Regions from separate parts of the Sus scrofa genome. Here all the other regions are linked to region 1. A link is a contact called in public Hi-C and HiChIP or PLAC-seq data. All regions are on one chromosome and are shown on one strand. Each heading gives the region's core, a stretch centred on a gene start, on an enhancer-like site or on the middle of the called end of the contact. The rest is flanking DNA. Distances are from core to core; before and after follow the strand shown. Region 1 has its middle 20 kb from the start of MAIP1. Region 2 holds the start of AOX2 (aldehyde oxidase 2). Region 3 overlaps SGO2 (shugoshin 2).

Region 1 (3,461 bases), core at 633-3,132:
AAAGGAAAGATACAATTCTGAAGGGTCTCACGGGAGCCGTACATGCCAAACTGGGAAGTGATACAGTTCACTGGCCAGAACATAGCCCCCCTCAACCACTGAGATCCAGGAAGGACAACTCTGTCAGGTGGCTGGAAGGTGGGGAGTGAGAAGCACTTGGTGAGCCACAGTGATGATGACCACATGCTGCAAGGAGCTACTTCTCTTGTTTTAACCCCAGGAATGGCCACTGTAGGGCCAGTCAGTGCACACCATTGCATCAGACGATCAGGAGGCTCAAGGCAAAGAGGACTTTCTGTGTTAGTGACACGGTATTAGCTGAGAATTATTGATATGCTGCTGTATGTAGCAGCCTGATGATGAGGGTCTCTGTTTCTGTATACCAATGATTCCAGATGTCTTAAACCAGTTTTAAGAGAAAAAGGTCCCCTTTTTTTCAGGTCATCTGAATCCCATTCTTTTCACTTGATGAGATCTGCCGAGGTGCATTCAAACACCCCTTAGATTAATAGGGGGCCCTTATGAAGTCAAAATTGGTCAGCTAAAACCTAATATAGTGTCAGTCTTATTGTAAAATATTATTATTTTGAAATAATAATTTTAAGAAACCTAGATAACATGAGACTTTATGAGAGTTCTTAGTCTTGATAAATCATCTCTCAATGTGGGCAGATTATGCAAATATTGGTGTACCATTCAGGATTAGTTTTGGCTTTCTTAAACAAAAACTTAAAAATCATGATTTAAGTAATATAGAAGCAGTTGATTCTCTTACACATAACACAAGTCCAGAGATAGGATACTTTAGGTTAGGTTTGTATGCTACCACCACAAAGTCCTTGGAGATCCAGCCTCTCTCTAGTCATCACTGCCTTCCTTCCGTAGGGTATGAAGCTGTTCTCATAGCACAAAATGGCTGGTAAAGGTCCAGCCATCATATTCATATTCCAGGCAGCAGAATGAGGCAAGGAAAGAATGAGAAAGTTTATACATCATCTGTCTTTTAAGAAGCTTTCTGAGAGGTCACACAAAACACTTCTGTTTAATTTCATTGGCTGGGAGTTAATTATGTGGCTACAAACAGCTTTAGTGGTGCTGGGAAATATAAACATAGTCTTTTAACTGGGTACAATTTATTGCCCTGAACAAAACTTGGGGTCCTAAGGTTAAGGAAGAGCAGGAGACAATTCACAATTTGTCCTGATTGAGTTACTTGAGTCATGAACCAGTGCTGACTCTGGGAAATAGCTGCCAGTCTAGCTTTGTCAGCTTCACTAACTGAGAGAGAGCTTTTAGAGAGCCCGTGTGCTTTCTAACTGGGGTCTGGTAATAATCCCAAACATCGCCTGACAAACTTTTTAAAACTAACTGTAATAGAGCACCCAGAGAAGACTTGGAATCCAGAGCTGTTTAAGGATGCACCAAACAGTGTGTCCAGACCTCTGAGGGTTGGCTTTCTGTTGTTTACCTCACACACATTCCAGCCTGGAAGACCCTGGATACAGTTTATCCCATCTTCAAAAATAGAATCCTCCTCCTGACTGCCCCCTTCCATTTCATAAACCCATCAGTCTGGTAGACATCTATCAAATTTTACTTTGTTTACTGGCTCGATAAATTACAACTCTGGCTCAGGTTTCTGTGAGAAATCCAGCAGAAACGGAGGAAGAATTAGATTATCGATTCCTTTTATGGGCCTTTCCTTGGCCTCTGACGTGAGTGCAGAGTAGCCACGGGCAAGGCTGGTACACTACTGCCCTCTTCCCCACCTCCTGGCTTTATTGATTCTTGAAATACGTGTTGCAATATTGCATTGTACTCAGGGCAGCTGAAAGGCTCCAACAGAGAGCAAAATGGAGCTGTGTTCTGGTCTCCTTCCTTTTAAACTTCCGTTTTATGGCACTGCATTTGAATAACCCCCATGCTACAGGAAGACATAATGTGGTTTATCTGAAACCGGAAGTAAGCAGATCCATTAACTGACCTTGCTAACTAATTCATTTCTAAGGAAGAGACGCACTATTATTGCTTCCTAAAGGAAGCAATGATATTAAAACCAACTTAAAATGTATTTCACAGAACAAATCATATATTTTGGTTATTGTCAAGTACTTAGAGGCAATATTTTTTCCCAGGGAGTACACCAGGAAGTAGGGCTGCCCAAAGTAAGCTGTCTGTGGGGCCTTATTGGGATTTTATTTGCATCCCTATCTCCCTCCCCACCTCTACTGTCTGTCTTCCCATCCTTTCTGTTTCTTAGTCCCATCAAGGCTGTCCCTGCCTTGACACCTTCACAGGAACTGTTCCTTTGCCAGCCAGCCTCCTTGCTCAGATCTTCAATGGCTGGTCACTTTTCGCCATTCAGGTCCAGTTTAAATGCCCCTCCAGTGAGGAAACGTTCTGCTCATCCACTCTAAAGTGCCTAACCCATCACTCTGTATCTGCCACACTGCTCTATTTTTATCACAGCCTTTACTGTCACCTAATAGTTTCCAGTTTATTTATGCTTTTATTGCCTGGCATCCCTCCACTAGGATGGGGGCTTTCAGTGTCTACGTAGCTCTTCATCGTATATAGCAAAATATCCTCCACCTCACTAATGTTCGGTCTAAGGGCTGAGTTTCTCAGCCTTGGCACTATTAACATTTGAGGTCACATAATTCTTTGATGTAGGGGCTGTCCCAGAACTGTAGAATTTTTAACAATATTGCTGGCTTCTCTAGCTATGACAGCCAAAAATATCTGTAGACATAACCAAATTTCCCACAGGGAACGAAATCACCTGTCCTTGAGGAACGCTGGTTTAGGGTGTTGAAGGTTTGGTATTCAGGAGGCAATATTGTCTCAGAGTAATAATAGCTGTATTCTGTTGAATGTCTACAGACTTTGGGCACCGTTCAAGGGGTTTAACAGTTAATTTTTACAACAACCCTAACAATACGTATTATTGTTATCCTCCTTTTCCAGATAGGGAAACTGAGGCACAGATTGATGGCTAAACCTAAGTTCACGCCATTAGTAAGTGGGAAGCCAGCCACTGGAAGCCCATGACAGGCTCCAGAACTCTGCGTTAACACTAGTGGACCCTGATGTGGGAATCTCATTGCCTCTGGTGGCAGAAACTGGGCATCAGGTGGGCTACCCATCCCCCTAACCCACCCAGCCATTCATTCTGTGACCACAGGCAAGGGACAACTTTCCTCTCCAAGCCTCAGTTACCTCAGTAACTAAAGACGATAAGAACTTCATGCAGAGCTGTTTTGGGAACGGACTGCAACGGCGTACCTGAATACTTAGTCTGGTTTCTGGCACATACCAAGTCCTGAATTCATATCTCCTCTCCTTCCTTTGCCCTTGAATCCAAGCTCCAAGCAGGTTTTAAAGACCCCAGTCAGACAAGCCCATGGGGAAATCTAACCTTTAAACAATCTGCAGGGTTTACTGCCGTTGACCGGGAGAGG
Region 2 (3,461 bases), core at 344-2,843, 810 kb after region 1:
TGTTCCATTAGCCTAGGCTTTGGAACCTCCTTGCTCTATGTTCTGTCCCACATCCCTTCTGATTCATAAGCCCGGGAGGAAGCGGCTGCAGCCAGAACAGGGAATAAGTCAAGGGCTAGAGGAAATACGGACTGTGTGGTAGGGGTAGAGTCAGCTAGATAATACAAATATTATCCAACCACATTCTCATCAAATGCTTTCAAAGGACTTGGGATAGGAGTAAGGGCAGGCAGAGGAGGCTGCTTCTGGCAGTGATAGCAGCCCCCTGGAGATCCAGAGAGCAGCTGAATTGCAATATCTCAACTTGGAAACAGCTTCCTGCACTTTTTTTATTCTTTGAGGGCTACACAAGTTCATGTTTTTCTTCTGGGGAGAAAGAAGAATGTCACATGAACAGCCCACTGTAGCTCCCCTCCCTCTGTTGCATCAGAATGGTTGTAGATATTGGCAGGACACCCAAAGACAAAGTCACAGGAAACAAGCAAATAAGAAAGACGCACCAAGGAAGGCCCCTCCATGGTTCAAGAGTGCTAAATCCCCCACTTTTCTTTCTTTCTTTCTTTCTTTTTTGTTTCCTTTTTAGGGCCGCACCCGTGGCATATGGAGGTTCCCAGGCTAGGGGTCCAAGCAGAGCTGCAGCCACCACAGCCACAGCAACACCGGATCCTTAACCCACTGCGCGAGGCGAGGGATCGAACCCGAAACCTCGTGGTTCCTAGTCAGATTCGTTTCCGCTGTGCCATGATGGAACCCCAAAATCTCCCACTTTTCAAGTTGAGGGAGGCAGGAATTCTCGTGTTCCTCCAGAACCTCCGTGGGTTCCAAGCTGGGCTCACAAAGCATACCATTAACCATGCTGCCATGAGGGGATTGGCATCCTCGGGGGCTACACCAGGGTGGCAGCACTTCCCCTGCTTCCCCTTTCTGCCACCAATTCTTGGGATCCCTGATATTATCAAAATGTGCTCCCCACAGGAGTTGTCTCAGAAGTGCCAGAATATTAATTCTTGGAGTTCTCACTGGGGCACAGTGGGTTAAGAATCCAACAGCAGCAGCTCTGGTCACTGTGGAGGCACAGGTTCGATCCCCAGCCTGGCACAATGGGTTAAAGGATCTGGTGTTGCCATAGCTGCAGCATAGGTCTCAGCTGTGACTCGGATTCGATCCCCGGCCCAGGAACTTCCATATGCCAAGGAGGCAGCCTTTAAATAAAAAAAATTAAAAAAAAAAGAATTGAAACTCTTCCTACTCAAGCTTCTTCTCTCAAGAACCCCCTGACACACACACACACACACACACAGCATCCAAGTCCTTCCCCAATTTGAAACATTTCAAGAGTACAAAAGCCTGACGTGGCTGAGTGGGAAGACTCCACAAAATTAGATAGTGGAGCAAACATGAAGAATGAAACTCCCAGGGCATCTTACACTGTGGTGGTTCCCAGCTCTCATCATGTAGATGAGCGTTGTTGCACAGTTGCTCGGCGAGTCTCCTACTCTATGAACATATGCAAAAGTTGCCTTTAGAGCACACACAAAAAAAGAGGCAAATGAATGCCGGCCACGGCAGGCATTCCGCTGGGTCACCCACTCCATGCCCACCATCATCTCTTTTCTGTTGCTAACGCAGGTGATCGAGAGGAATGCGGACCCAGAAGTCACGCTGCTGACCTTCCTACGAAAGAACTGGACCCTTTTGATCCATCTTGGCCATGTCTTATGTTTGCCTTAAAATTTAGGCCAGCTGAGATTATCAGAATTAATCCGATCTTTCCACCCCCCACAGCCAGGCCCCTTGGCTCTTGCTCTCTAATTGCTTTTGGAACTGGTTCTAAGCATATTAAGTTAATTGAGCTATTTGGAGAGGATAAAGTTTCCCCAGAGTTTCCTTATATCTCGATTTAATAGCCATGAAATAGAAGCTAAGCTCTTTACTTCAGGACTAATTATTCTTTTAAGGGCCTTCTGATCCCCAAGAGAGTGATTATGCAATAGAGGTTTGTGTTGCACATCCCCTGCCCTGGAGGACAACCAAGATCTCCAGATTCAGGGAGAGCACCTGTCGTAAGAAAAGATTGCCTTTCTCGACATCTGTTTTCTCACCGCAGATTTCCCCCCACCATTCTATACTCTGAAATGTAGATCTTCATGATGGCAAACCTATCTTAATTGGTAAATCGAATGGATCTCGCAGAGAAGCCCCCCCAAAAGATAGAAATTACAAGCTTTATTGGAAAGCCTACACAGCTTTTAATTTATGGTGACTGTTTGAAAATTAGGAAATCTCATATTTAAAAAATAGGAGTTTCTCATGCAACAAGGGGAAGATAGTCCTTCCTGCCTGGCAGCGGTCTTGCTTAGAGCTGAGTGGGGGACTGTCGGTCACCACCCACTCCCCTGTCGTCTAAAGTGGAGCACAAGCTCTCCAGTTATACCCAACCCACTCCACTCATTCACAGACCTCTCTGATAAGCATTTATGGTTATGACCTAACTTCAGTGAACAAGCTATATGGCTTTGAAAAAAAAAAAAGAGTCAATGATTCTGAAGTGTTTGTAGCCAGTCTAGGTAGTTACATCCAATCCATAAACTGGGTGGAAATAGACCACAATGAGGGAGAAGGATGGCTAAAGAGAGGGGGCAGAGGCTGAGGCTTGCGATTGGACCAAACAGGAGCAAAGGTGGGATTTGAAAATAAGGATGGATGGAGTTCCTGTCGTGGCACAGAGGAAACAAATCCGACTAGGAAAGATGAGGGTGGGTTAAGGATCCAGTGTTGCCATGAGCTGCGGTGTAGGTCACAGACACGGCTCGGATCTGGCCTTGCTGTGGCTCTGGCGTAGGCCGGCAGTTATAGCTCCAATTAGACCCCCTATCCTGGGAATCTCCATATGCCGAGGGTACAGCCCTAAAAAGACAAAAAGACAAAAAAAAGAAAAAGAAAAGAAGGATGGGGGTTTTCTCTGAGGGCTCACTCACTTGGTATCAAATGCAGTACAAATTACTGGGCAAAACTAGCAATACATTAAACTGCTAAATGGAAATTTCTCTTCCAGTTAGATGATTAACCCAGAAGAACATCTATAATGAAATAGGATTTTTTCCCAAGGGTTTTTACTTCTGTTATCCAGCAAGATGCTTATGACAAGCCTGTGAAGATAGGGTAGGTATTGCTTTTCCCTCGCTGCAAGTGCAGCGGCTAGTTGGCTGCGACCTTCCAGCGTCACAGCTGGTAAGATACCGAGGGGCCCCGACCCAGGCCTGGAGGCAGGGGAATGACTTCTCAGACTTGCACGTCACCCCCCAAAGGAGATCTTTTCTCACCTGCAACACCTCAGGGAGGGAGGCAGCTCTACTGGAGGGGACGTGTCTACCTGGGAGTCTTTTCCTTGACAGCCCCCCTCCCAGTACGCCTCACAGGAACCAAGTATGCCTGCGGAAGAGGAGGCTGTGGTGCCTGCA
Region 3 (3,461 bases), core at 687-3,186, 550 kb after region 1:
CTGTTTCAAATAACACTGCTAAATCTGAAAATAAGTTAGAAGAATTATCTTCAGAGCTGCCAAGCCGAAGAAGAAGGTGTACTCCTCTCTCCTTAAAAGAGCCAAGTCTAAAAGGGTGAGCATTTCAATGACATAAGAGTGATTTTAGCATGATAATATAAAATACATGCTTTAAAAAAAATTCTGGAGCTCCCATCGTGGCTCAGTGGCTAACGAATCCAACTAGGAACCATGAGGTTGCGGGTTTGATCCCTGGCCTTGCTCAGTGGGTTGGGGATCAGGCATTGCCATGAGCTCTGGTGTAGGCTGTAGACGCTGCTCAGATCCCGTGTTGCTGTGGGTCTGGCGTTGGCCAGCGGCTGCAGCTCCGATTAGATCCCTAGCCACAGGAGCAGCCTTAGAAAAGGCAAAAAGCCAAAAAGTAAAAAAAAAAAAAAAAAAAAATTCCTATCTGAATTAGTTTTGAACACTAGTATTGATGAAGCATGTAGTGTTGATTTAAAGAAATGTGTTTATTCTTCAAAAAGGCTTAAAAGGTTTTTTTGTTTTCTGATTTGCACCCCATTATTTTTCACCCTCATTTATTTATTCTACTTTGTTCTTAGAGGAATTCAAAGTGGTTTATATGTCCTTTAGCCTCAAAGAATAACAGTCTTTTTTCTTCCTTTTTCAAACTTTAAACATAGCCCAACAAAGAGGGAATAATACTCCTCCAATCCTTTATCCATCCCTAACTTTGACACTTATCAATATTTTGCCATATTTACTTCCACTCTCCTTTTTTTGTTTTTTTAAAGCAAATCCGTACTATTGAGTAGTTTAATTCCTAAAACAGTTCTATATATATATCTCTAGAAAATGAGAACTTAACAAAACTGGACAACAGTAATCATAACTAACAAAATTATCAACAATTCCTCACTGTCATCTAATAGAAAATCCTATTCGCATTGCCTTGATTATCTCAAAAAAAATGCCCAAATGCCTTCTACACATTCAAAAATCTTATTTTTTTTTTTAGGCATAGGTGAAGTGGCTATTTCAAAAGAGCTGATTATATTTGAAATGATATTTTCAAAAGGACAGAGAGAAATATCCTCAAATTTTCTCTTTGCATTTTTTTCACTGTTTGCTTCTTCCTTTTTTTCTTTTCTTTTCTTTTTTTGGCTGTCTGTGGCATGTGAAAATTCTTAGGCCAGGTATCAAACTCGCACCACAGCAGCAACCTCAGCTGCTACAGTGACAGCTCTGGATCCTTAACCTGTGTGCCACAAGGGAACTCCAGCTGCTGGCTTTCATAAAATTAAAGACACTGATCCTTTTGACAGATATTTTAAAACATTAACCAGCAGGCGGCAACAGTGCAAAGGACGGTGGAAGAGAAGCCAGTTAAAAATGAAGGACAAAGGCCTTTTTAAAACCAGCTTTACTGAGCCATGTGTTTCATCCATTTAAAGTGTACAAGAAAGTGGTTTAGTAGATTCACAGATATGCACACCATCACCACAGTTAATTTAAGAACATTTCTTAATTTCAAAAAGAAACCTCATGCCTTTTAGCTATCATTGCTCTATCGCTCAGCCCTAGATCATCAACCGTTCACCTACTTCCTATTTCTGTAGACTTCCTTTTCAGACATTTCATATCAATGGAATCATATAATACTTGGTAGTTGTGATTGGCTTCTTGCACATAGCAAAATCTTTTCAAGGTTCATGCCTATTGTAACATGTATGAGTGATATTTCACTCCTATTTATAACTGAATAAGATATTCCATTGTATAGATTCATCACATTTTATTTACCTAGTCTGTTGATGGTCATTTAGTTGTTTCCACTTTTAGGCTATTATGAATAATGCTGCCATAAACATTTGGGAGTTCTCATGTGTACATATATTGTCATTTCTCTTGGGTATATGCCGAGTTGTAGAATTGCTGAGTCATAAGGTAATCATTTGAGGAACTTCTGGACTGTTTTCCAAAGCCACTGTACCGTTTTACATTCCTACCAACAATGTATAATTTCTCCATGTCCTCACCAACACCCGTGTTACTGATTTTTTTGATGATTCTAGCCATACTGGTGGGTGTGAAGGGCTATCTTATTGTGGCTTTAATTTGCATTTTTCTGATGACTAATGATGTTATATATCTTTTCAAGTGCTTATTGGCCACTTGTGTATCTTCTTTGGAGAAATGTCTATTCAGATCCTTTGCATTTTTTCTGTTGGGTTATCTTTTTCCTGTTAAGTCATAACTTAAACTTTTTATTTTGAACTAATTTTAGATTACCAAAAGTTGTAAAAATAGGAAGAGGTATTTTTATATACTCTTCACCCAACCTTTTCTACTTCTAACATCTTACATACCCATAGTACAGTTATCAAAACTAGAAAATTAGCATTGGTATAATATAAGATCTGGGCACTAGGTATTCTTACTGGTTATATTGTGTTTACTAGTTATCTGTTGTTGTATGACAATATTACCATAAACATAGCTTAAAGCAATACGTATTTATCACCTCTTGGTTTTTGAGGGCCAGAAACCTGTCCTTAGCCAAATTGGGTGCTCTGCTTAGTATCTCACAAACCTGTAATCAAAGTGTTATCAAGGCTGGCTCTCATTGGGAGGCTCTCTGGGGGGAGAATCTGCCACCAAGGTCACACAGGTTGTTGGCAGAATTCATTTCCTTCTGGTTATAGGACAGAGGGCTCCAGCTTTTTGCTCTTGGCTGGAAGCTGTCCTCAGCTCCTAGAGGCCACCCTTAGCTCCCTGCAACAGTGGCCTTCCAATATGGCCACTTAACTTCAAAACCAGCTGTAGAGTCTCTAGAGCAAATCCTCTAGCAGGGTGGAGTGTTACATAATGAAATGTAATCTCAAAAGTGAGACATCACATCACTTTTGCCATTTCTACTGGTTAGATGCAAGTCACAGCTCTTGTCTACACTCGAGGAGAGAGTAATATACAAGGGCATAAACACCAGTAGGCAAGGATCATGGATGGGTCATCCTTAGAATCTACAATCAATGTTAACCCCTGTCAGCAGACAGAGCTAGGAAATCTATGTATGTATCCTAATCCATGCATACGCACACCTTTATATTTATCTACCTGTAGATATAGTAAAGACCACGAATTTATACTGAAATCTCTGATTCCCGTTCAACATCACAGGATTCATTTTAGCTTTGCTTATCCATAATTTCTTTCTTCATTGGTAAGTAGCCTGGCTCTCATTATCTATTATTCATTCATTCATTCATTCAGTTCTAGGACACACATAAAGTAGTTTCAGAATTGCTGACCCCATATCCCTATGAGAAAAGTTTTACTAACTCCATCATAACATTTAGATATAGATCTTTTTGTTTTAGGTTCGTTCTTTTCTCTTCAGCCTCCTTCAACATAATTGTGCTATTCATTTCTGTTTGTATTCCATTTTATTCTACATC

Evidence for each region. Hi-C and Micro-C count contacts between places; a contact is called where the count stands out from the background. HiChIP or PLAC-seq counts read pairs in DNA pulled down with a chosen protein or histone mark.
Region 2: a contact with region 1 is called in a Hi-C map of retroperitoneal adipose tissue, with 2.9 times the contacts expected there. The contact joins the promoter of AOX2 here to the enhancer-like site in region 1. A contact is called at or near these places in 12 of 47 Hi-C or Micro-C datasets (alveolar macrophages, brain, embryonic fibroblasts and 9 more) and 1 of 2 datasets of contacts at active chromatin or transcription factors (alveolar macrophages).
Region 3: an H3K27ac HiChIP or PLAC-seq map of alveolar macrophages shows a contact between it and region 1. The contact joins two enhancer-like sites. A contact is called at or near these places in 1 of 47 Hi-C or Micro-C datasets (embryonic fibroblasts) and 1 of 2 datasets of contacts at active chromatin or transcription factors (alveolar macrophages).

Annotation. Positions count from the first base shown.
Region 1 is chr15:103,597,034-103,600,494 of Sscrofa11.1, forward strand. No RefSeq gene overlaps it. Among named protein-coding and RNA genes, the nearest start is that of MAIP1, 20 kb to the left of the region's middle. Within about 2 kb of position 1,883, at least 17 of the 83 cell types and tissues checked have an H3K27ac peak or open chromatin away from gene starts, as enhancers often do. A contact at or near this core is called in alveolar macrophages, liver and retroperitoneal adipose tissue, where this site is marked.
Region 2 is chr15:104,409,094-104,412,554 of Sscrofa11.1, forward strand. AOX2 (aldehyde oxidase 2) reads left to right here and starts at 1,594. Exons shown (of 35, transcript NM_001308472.1): 1 at 1,594-1,685; 2 at 3,406-3,461. The coding sequence starts at 1,594.
Region 3 is chr15:104,145,270-104,148,730 of Sscrofa11.1, forward strand. SGO2 (shugoshin 2) reads left to right here. Exons shown (of 10, transcript XM_005672058.3): 9 at 1-115. Among named protein-coding and RNA genes, the nearest start is that of AOX1, 11 kb to the right of the region's middle. Within about 2 kb of position 1,937, at least 4 of the 83 cell types and tissues checked have an H3K27ac peak or open chromatin away from gene starts, as enhancers often do. A contact at or near this core is called in alveolar macrophages, where this site is marked.